Regions from separate parts of the Mus musculus genome. Here regions 2 and 3 are each linked to region 1. A link is a contact called in public ChIA-PET data. All regions are on one chromosome and are shown on one strand. Each heading gives the region's core, a stretch centred on a gene start, on an enhancer-like site or on the middle of the called end of the contact. The rest is flanking DNA. Distances are from core to core; before and after follow the strand shown.

Evidence for each region. ChIA-PET counts read pairs in DNA pulled down with a chosen protein or histone mark.
Region 2: a contact with region 1 is called in an RNA polymerase II ChIA-PET map of memory CD8 T cells, with 47 read pairs. The contact joins the promoter of Erp44 here to the enhancer-like site in region 1. A contact is called at or near these places in 2 of 39 promoter capture datasets (hippocampal neurons and pre-B cells), 1 of 484 Hi-C or Micro-C datasets (natural killer cells), 3 of 115 datasets of contacts at active chromatin or transcription factors (bone marrow-derived macrophages, effector CD8 T cells and memory CD8 T cells) and 2 of 9 other capture datasets (adipose tissue and liver).
Region 3: a contact with region 1 is called in an RNA polymerase II ChIA-PET map of memory CD8 T cells, with 9 read pairs. The contact joins two enhancer-like sites. A contact is called at or near these places in 1 of 484 Hi-C or Micro-C datasets (nephron progenitors), 1 of 115 datasets of contacts at active chromatin or transcription factors (memory CD8 T cells) and 1 of 9 other capture datasets (adipose tissue).

What each region holds. Positions count from the first base shown.
Region 1 is chr4:48,075,437-48,078,107 of GRCm38.p6, forward strand. All of the region lies in intron 7 of Nr4a3 (nuclear receptor subfamily 4, group A, member 3), which reads left to right. Among named protein-coding and RNA genes, the nearest start is that of Nr4a3, 31 kb to the left of the region's middle. Within about 2 kb of position 1,360, at least 36 of the 459 cell types and tissues checked have an H3K27ac peak or open chromatin away from gene starts, as enhancers often do. A contact at or near this core is called in effector CD8 T cells, memory CD8 T cells, natural killer cells and 1 more, where this site is marked.
Region 2 is chr4:48,278,291-48,280,961 of GRCm38.p6, forward strand. Erp44 (endoplasmic reticulum protein 44) reads right to left here and starts at 1,299. Exons shown (of 12, transcript NM_029572.3): 1 at 1,094-1,299. The coding sequence starts at 1,150. It overlaps Invs (inversin), which reads left to right and starts at 1,470. Exons shown (of 17, transcript NM_010569.4): 1 at 1,470-1,685.
Region 3 is chr4:48,241,232-48,243,902 of GRCm38.p6, forward strand. Erp44 (endoplasmic reticulum protein 44) reads right to left here. Exons shown (of 12, transcript NM_029572.3): 2 at 2,246-2,318; 3 at 65-104. Among named protein-coding and RNA genes, the nearest start is that of Mir1958, 29 kb to the left of the region's middle. Within about 2 kb of position 1,355, at least 21 of the 459 cell types and tissues checked have an H3K27ac peak or open chromatin away from gene starts, as enhancers often do. A contact at or near this core is called in memory CD8 T cells, where this site is marked.

The DNA of each region.
Region 1 (2,671 bases), core at 110-2,609:
ACTCACAGATCTGTCTGCCTCTGCCTCCAGAGTTCTAGGTTTAGAGGCAGAAGCCACTATGTCTGGCAATGTTTAGGTTTCTGAAGGGATAGGTTCAGTGAAGAGGAAGTCTGGGTAAACGGTACGTTATGGGGAATTAAGAACACTCAATGTGCTGGTCATGAATAACTTCCTAACGCAGTAGCATTTCGATGAAAAGGTCACTCTAAACCAGGGAAACCAGAGATCCAGGGCATGACCATAAAACAGCCCAGCACAGTTGTGGGGAAATCATGGACAGTCAAAGTGCTTTCTTCATGGATTTAATCATATACATGACCAGAGCGGAAAGAGGAGAGCATTTCAAGGAGTCCAAGCAATGATTCTGAACGACTTCCTGTTCTGAAGCAAACGTGAGAGCAGAGGCAGGAATCTACTCTGGAAGATAGTGTTGCCACCTCCCGGGGCACCAGCTTGCACACAGTCTCTGGGCTCTGGGAAAATGTAAAGGCTTTTCAGTGAAACAACTGACTCATTGGGATATTTGCCTTGTTACTATGAACTATAACCTTGGGGTATAAGCATGAATTTCCTATCCAGTGATCGATAGGGGAATATGTTCTAAAGGGTCCTTTGGAGCCAATAGCAGAAGAAATTTTGATGCCCAAGTGGAGTTTTGTTTTTTGTTTTTTTTTTAATTTCCCAAGGTGTTGTTTTATAGATTCAAGGTAGAACAATGAGTTCTTTCTCTTCTATCTATTTTTCCTGGTCTTCTTGGAACATGACCTCTAAGATGGAAGAAAGGCAGATCTAGGGGCAGTGTGAGATCAGCACTTGGCTGATCCCTCACCCTGTCGCTCCAGAGCATGTCTGCTTGCTTTAAATATCTGGCCATTCTGATTTTTCCATCAAATAGAGCTATCAGCCATGTGGCAAGGGCAAGTATGGATGTGGAGATTAAAGGTCTGAGTTCAGGTCTTCACATGGCCACACTTGGGATATACTTTGGGGGCCCAAACAAAAGTCTAAATCCTGCTGTCTGGTGCATGACCCGTATTCACCGAACACGTGTGTTGTAAATATCAAATATCAGCAAGTCTCTCAAATTAGGAAAATCTAAATAATTTTTAGCCCACCATTGTTATTAGAAAATAGCCTGACTCCCTGAGAGATGCCTAATTTCACTTAGATTAATTCAGTCGGTGTCTGTGGCGCTCTGCCACATGCCAGGCGCAGAGTCCCTTCCCTTTAAGGAGTCCATAGTCTTAGAAAGACAGACAGAAAAGACAGCTTTGTGCACCTCGACCTAACTTGTGGCTCCCTGACCAGTGTGGGTTCTGGGGCTGGCCAGCAGTTGGCAGAGGACACATGGTTCAATAAGTGGCAGCAGTGTGACTTCCTAGAGACAGAGGAGGGGCTCAGAGCAGGAAGTCCTGTTACATGTTTGCTGTCTCCGGAACAGCCCCATTTTTTTTTCTTCCTCCTTGGCTAGAACTGTGTCATCATCTCAAAGTTGGCCAGTGGCCCAAGACCTGCTCAAGAAAGCTGGCTTGGGGGGATGGGCTACTGTTGAATGCTATCCGTCCCTGTCTCTATGCACTGCCTTCTGCTCTGAGGAGGAGATCCTGGGGCTTCTCTTATCAACCAAGAGGCAGAAGTGTGAACTGTGAAATAGCAAACGTTAGCTCAATGTAAGAAACCAGCATCGAACATTGACGTGGGAACAAGCTTCTTTGGGAGAGGGCTCTCATAGGCAGTAAAATAAGATGCCTTGGGAAACGGGGTTTACCGAGATGAGGTGAACATAGGATAGAGATGCTGCCCAGCAGCTTTGAGGGCAAGGACTCCCTAGGGCTGAGCTTCTCCACCCGGCATACAGAGCATTGGACATAGGGTTAAGTTACATATGCTAGTTGTGTGGGCCTGGAGCAGGGCCTACGGTTGTGCGTTTCTCAGAGGTTCCTGGGCTTTGTTGACTCCTCTGGGATGCGAGCCACTCTTGAGGAACAACGGAACCTATTGTCAATTAGGACTCTTTAACATTAATGATAGCTAATATTTTTTTAGACCGTACCTGGCACTATGCCAAGAGTTTCACATATGTGGTTTTAGTGTTGCTTAATAAATCTGGAAGTACCTGGGATGGATCACAGCAAGGAAGCCAGTCAAAAGCAATTAAAACAACGCAGGCAGCAGATATTAGAGATCTTGTCCAGAGGAAATTCTCATTGAGAAAACACAGATGCAAGGAACACCACACAGAGAGTAACTAAAGATTCTGGAATAGGACCCCAGGGAAGGAATCCCCAGAGGTTATTATGAGTTTGGGAGAAGGGAGATTTCTGTACCATTAGCAGATGAACTCAGAGCCATGGCTGGCACGAAAGGTAATGAATGGAGTTTTAAAAACAGCGTATTTGCAAGTATTTATTAAGTGTCTACTATATTCCAAGTACCTGACATTATTCCAAGTACTTGCTATGTAAAGATCATTTCATTCTCAGAGCAAGACAAAAAGCAACTGGCATTTTTAGCCCTCTTTCACAAGTGTGGAAACGCCCCAAAGTCACCCAGCTCACAACTGACAGAGCTGAGAGGCACGAAGAGGGGGGCTTCTGCCTGGGAAGTCTGGGAGTTTGGAAAGTTCTTTAGTACCGGAGCTTCTTAAGGGCTCCCAGCTCATTCTTTTCAT
Region 2 (2,671 bases), core at 49-2,548, 200 kb after region 1:
TAATGAGAATGAAAAGTATTTTAAGTGCAGACATTAAACTTTTTATGTGATACGGGGGAATACACACTACAAATTAAGAAATCTATTTCTAGACTCAGTTTCGCCTGTAACCAACTACACAGCTTCTTGCAAGTTAATTATTATTCTTAAGCTGTGAAGAAAGTAATTTATATTCAATGATGCTAATCTTAGCTTTCTAAGAATCTACCACAATTCAAGTATTCTCAAATGCTGTCATTACGGTCCAATTAAATTCCTCTCATGTTCACATATGGAGTTAGACCTTCAGTTTTTGTCTCAATTTGACCTTAAGAAGAGGCCAAGTAAGTTGCATACTCAAGATAGACTTCAGAAGAAGAACTGGGGGAAGATTCTTTTCTAAGATGGGATGGTGTTGGGCAGGCAGGGAAGTACCAAGCACCTAGGTATGCAGGAGAGCTGGTTATTCTCCAGTTCAGAGCACTGACCAAGATTTATGTATGCTTCTAGGGTGCAGAGGTTGCAACAAGGCTAGCAGGAGGCTCTAGCAGAGCCTGTCAGATAATCACATCCTCCACCTTTTCAAATTCCTATTCTCCCAGTCGACACCAAACCAGACTCCAGTTCCGGGTTTCCAACCAATCACATTAAGCCACAACAGAGGGCTTTGCCAGCCGGTTTCAAGGATCCAGAGAGAGATTCACACGACCCCAACACCTGTCGGCTTCTAACGCCCCTCCATGTGGGAGAAAACATTAGGTGTACCCTAGGTCCCTTAGGATTCTGGTGCCCCAAGCAGGTCCTCAACGTCCACAAAACTGAAACGAACTCCAGGGGCCTCAGCGGTGACCTCCCTCCCACGGATCACTCACTCCCCCCAAGGCGAATTCTCCTATTTGCAGGTTCCAAGCCCTGACTGTGCTTTCGCAGGCCTTGTGGACCGCAGGCTTAAGGAGCCAAAAGAACGGCCAAAGTGAAGGTAGTGCCCGGGGGTGCACGCCTCGCCAGCGGAGGAGAGTCGAGGCAAGCAGGGGGCTGCACCGTTCCCCCTCGCGGAGGGCGGGAGGCGTTCAGGGACACAGTCGGAGGGTTTGTCACCCCGACATACACTCACCAGGAGCAGCAAGGAGCATCTGAGGTCTGCTAAAGACAGGAAGACCGCAGGATTCATGGTAACGACGGGGTCGACGGCGGGGTCAGGAGGTGGCGGCTGGGACTGGACCGGGCTAGAAAAGGGCTGGGCTCCGGGGCCGGCGGCAGCGGCACCTCGTCCTCTCGACCCGGAGCTCCAGCGGCGAACACCCGGGACAACTTCCAGAGAGGCCTCTCACGCCCTCACTTCCGGGTCCTGCCCATCTCGAAGCACGTCGGGAAATGTAGTCCATACTGTAGTTTCATTGACCATGTCATCGGAGAGCTGGGACTCTCTTTCCCAGTAAGCCCTGTGCCCACGACGGCCAAGCCATCTGTGCGCGGGGCTCTTCGGGATTGGAAGGGACCGCGTACCTCTGTGCCTCCGGGACGGGAACTACAATTCCCAGAGGGCTGTGCAGCCTGGAGCCCCAGGCTACTTCTTCAGAGCTCCCGGGCTCTAGTGTCCTGGGGTCTGTTCCTGTGGGCGCAGTGGCCTGGCTTGGCGGTAGGGGCGGCCCCGTGAGGGTTGTGCCTCCTGGGGCGGCCCCGGGACGCCATTCTTGGAGTCAGGGGTGAGTAGGAAGCGGTCCAGCATCGGCGGCTCGGGTAGGATGGAGAGCACCGCCCCGGGCTGCTGCTGCGTTTTCTTGGCCCGCCTGATCTGAGGTGTGGCCTGAGCCTCCATCCCTGGCCTCCAAGCTGCTGCCTCTTCTTTCTGTGCTACTTCCTCCGTTATATAAGGAGAATCACCACTGGGGCTTCGGTCAATCACTTACCCAGGGTTGTTTCAGAGGGTCCGTGAAACGAAGAGAACAGGGATGGGAAAGCATGCTGTAAACTGTAAAGCGCAGTGCCCAAGTGGCCGTGACCACTTCTTACAGTACAATTACGAAGTAACCAAGTAATAAAGGATTTTAACTTGGTGTATGGTAGCTTTCCAGAATCTTCTGTGAACATCCAGCTAGATCCACGTGCCTGGAAAGTTAGCCACATCATCACTACTTAGGAGGCATTCTTCATTTGTGATTCTCCCTACTCCAGTTCTTTGCTTCAGCCTTCCTGCTGCCTGAAGTGGCCTTACCCTTTTTCTTTCTGGCTTGCCATCTCAAGTGTCACCACTTCTGACATTTGATTCCCCTGACATCTGTCACAGTCACCAAATCTTTCTTCCTAAGCAGAATTTCTTTTTTCTGTGTGTGAGCTCAGCACCACTACGTTTGCATAGCAGTAATTAGAGTGTTTATTGCACAGGCTTATTTTATAATTATTTAATGATGATGATACATTTTAAAGCACTAACAAAGTGGCTTTGATTTCTTTCTATAAAAAATTATTTATTGGGGTGGGGACAACAAGGAAATGAGCATCTCTGCTAAAGGAGAAGAAGGAGGAGGAGGAAGAGGAGGAGGAGGAGAAAGAAGAAGAAGAAGAAGAAGAAGAAGAAGAAGAAGAAGAAGAAGAAGAAGAAGAAAATGATGAAGAACTAGCAACAGCACCTAGAGGAATGGCTTTCCCAGGGAGACAAAATTAAAGTGTAGTGGAGCCAATACTTAAACCC
Region 3 (2,671 bases), core at 105-2,604, 170 kb after region 1:
GAAGGAAAGAAGAAAAGAGAGGTGGAAAGGGAAACCACCCCCAAACTAAAACAAGATTACTTACCAGTCAGCATAAAAATTTACTAAAGCAACATCAGCATTATCTGAAATTTAAAAACAAAAACAAAGTTATTTGTGTCTATATTGACATACTTAAAAATACAATTTTTATCATGATATTTTCCATTTATAAACAGTCAGTTAAAGCTTTGAGATAATAGCTACCACTCATCCAGAAAGCCATACAGAAAGGTTGGCTTATATATAACTTAACCCTTTCTCTACCCCGTCCTGGGTCGCAATGTAAACTCAGCAATCCATCCTCGTAAAGGAGGATCGCCTGGAGCTTACTTAATAATCCATTTTTAAATATTTCATACACATAGTAACTGGGAACCAGTTCTGCAAGGTGAATTCTTCACTGAAGAGATCTGATCAATTACCTATGTCTCATTCTCAGACATCTACCTTGCTGCATTATAAAATCCACTTTTCCTAGTTCCTACCTACTTAATAATACTCTGTCACACAAAATCTCACCATTATTTGAATCTTTGGACGTAAGGACTCGAGAAAGACACACTATTGCTTCTTTTGATTAAACCCAACTCAGAAAAACTTAAATGGCCAACCAGTGACTGCCTGAAATTGAGACCCATTCCATGGGCAAGAACCAATCCCTGAAACTATTAATAATAGAAATTCTGTTTGTTATGCTTGCAGACAGGAACCTAGCATAACTGTCCTCTGAGAGGCTCCACAATGGAAAGAGATGCAGAGACACACCCAAACAGTTGATAGAGCTTGGGAGAAAAACTGAGGGACCTGAAGAGAACAGGGACTCCCCGACACTGAATCACCAACCAAAGAGTGGGCACGGGCTGGACCGAGGTCCCCTGAACATATGTAGCAGATGAGCAGCTTAGTTGTCATTCAGGTCCCCCAAACAAGTGGAGCAGGGGCTGTCCCTGAACCTGTTGCCTGCCTGTGGATCCCACACCTCTAAAAGAACAACCTTTTCTGACATCAGTGGGAGAGGATGTGCCTAGTCCTTCTGTGACTTGATGTGTGTATATATGGGGAGAGGAGGCCGGGGGGGGGGGGGGGGTTGACACCCAGAGAGGGACTTCTCCTTCTAAGGGGACTTGCATGAGGGGGTACTAGGAGAGGAAGGACTGATACTGGGTTGTAAAATGATAAATAAATTTAATAACAACAACAACAACAACCTCTTTCAGAACTCATGAAAACAATACACAAAGATGTTTCAGAATCTGGACGGTGACAGGGATGAGAAAAGTGCATACTCCAGGCTCCTTCCCCTTTTCCTCTCACATTTTTGGTTCACTTGCATGTTCACTCAAGCTGTGACTCACAAACTGGTTTCTGGACCAGAAGTTCCACCATCACACAGGAACTCACAGAAATGTAAATTAGGTGCGGTCCAGCAGCTTCTGCCAGGAACTGGAGCTGCCCAAGCAGCACGGAGAGTAATAAGACCTGGTATATAGATGCTGCTCTAGAGAGCTCATGAGGTGGCAATAGCGTCTTTTGACAGTTAAAGCTCCACAAACATAAACCAATGTAGGTAATTTTATTTCCTCTTCATCTCAAATACTTTTGGGTTTGGTCATATGCAAACCAGTGACATGGCATTTTTGGTTTTAGTTTTTTGGTTTTTGTTTTTTTTTTAAAGAAGGACGATTTATGGACACTGCAGACATTTTAAAATCTCCTATATTGTAATCACCCACCATATCAACCATGCCTTGACCTTTTCTTTAGTATCTGTAAAAATCAGAATATCCCCCAAGTTAATTCTATCTATAATTACAGTATCAGTAAATAATATAGTCAGTATAACAATTACTGAACTTAACTGGATGTTATTAAAAAGATGGGTGAATAAGTCATTTAATTAAAATGAAAGAAAGAAATTCTTGGCTCTTCTCTATGGCTCTTAATATTCAGAGTGTAAAGTGACAACTGCAGGCCTTATGAGACACCTCATGCACTGTCAGAAATGCTATCTACAACAAGACAAACAAGTTAGATGTCTTACAAAACAGGAAAGAAGGACACACTTTAAGAAATTTTACTAATAATCAAAACCTAAAGTACTTTTATACAATCAGTGAAATGAGCCAGAATCTCAGCTTGTTATCTACTATAGATAATTGAAATTTTATTTATAATTTATTTATAGAGAAGAAAACATACTTTAAAAAAAAATCAAGATACTTACTTAAAATTTCATCTATATTCTCTGAATCAAGACTTGCTATTTCAGCTGTTATAGGTGTAAAAATTGAAGTTACCTGAAAATTTAAAAATGTAAAATTAACAATTCCATAAAAAAATAAAGCAGTCTAAAACAGTAATAAAGTTGGCTCTACCTGTTTTTAGAAAATCATCTATCAATTGATTTAATCATTATTAGCTATTCTGACCTTCATTATTTATTAGAACAATAAAATAGAAATATTAACTTCCCCAGCCTAAAAATTGGTCAGAGAATTCTTATACTTCCAAATAGTTTGTAAATAACTAGGAAAATTATGAATTTATTCAGCCATTCTGAAAGTGCTGATATAAAACTAAGCTCAGTGACTCTAACCAGCATTCATCTCAGACAGAGCCTGGAGGACCTGCCTGGACAGCCCTCGTACTG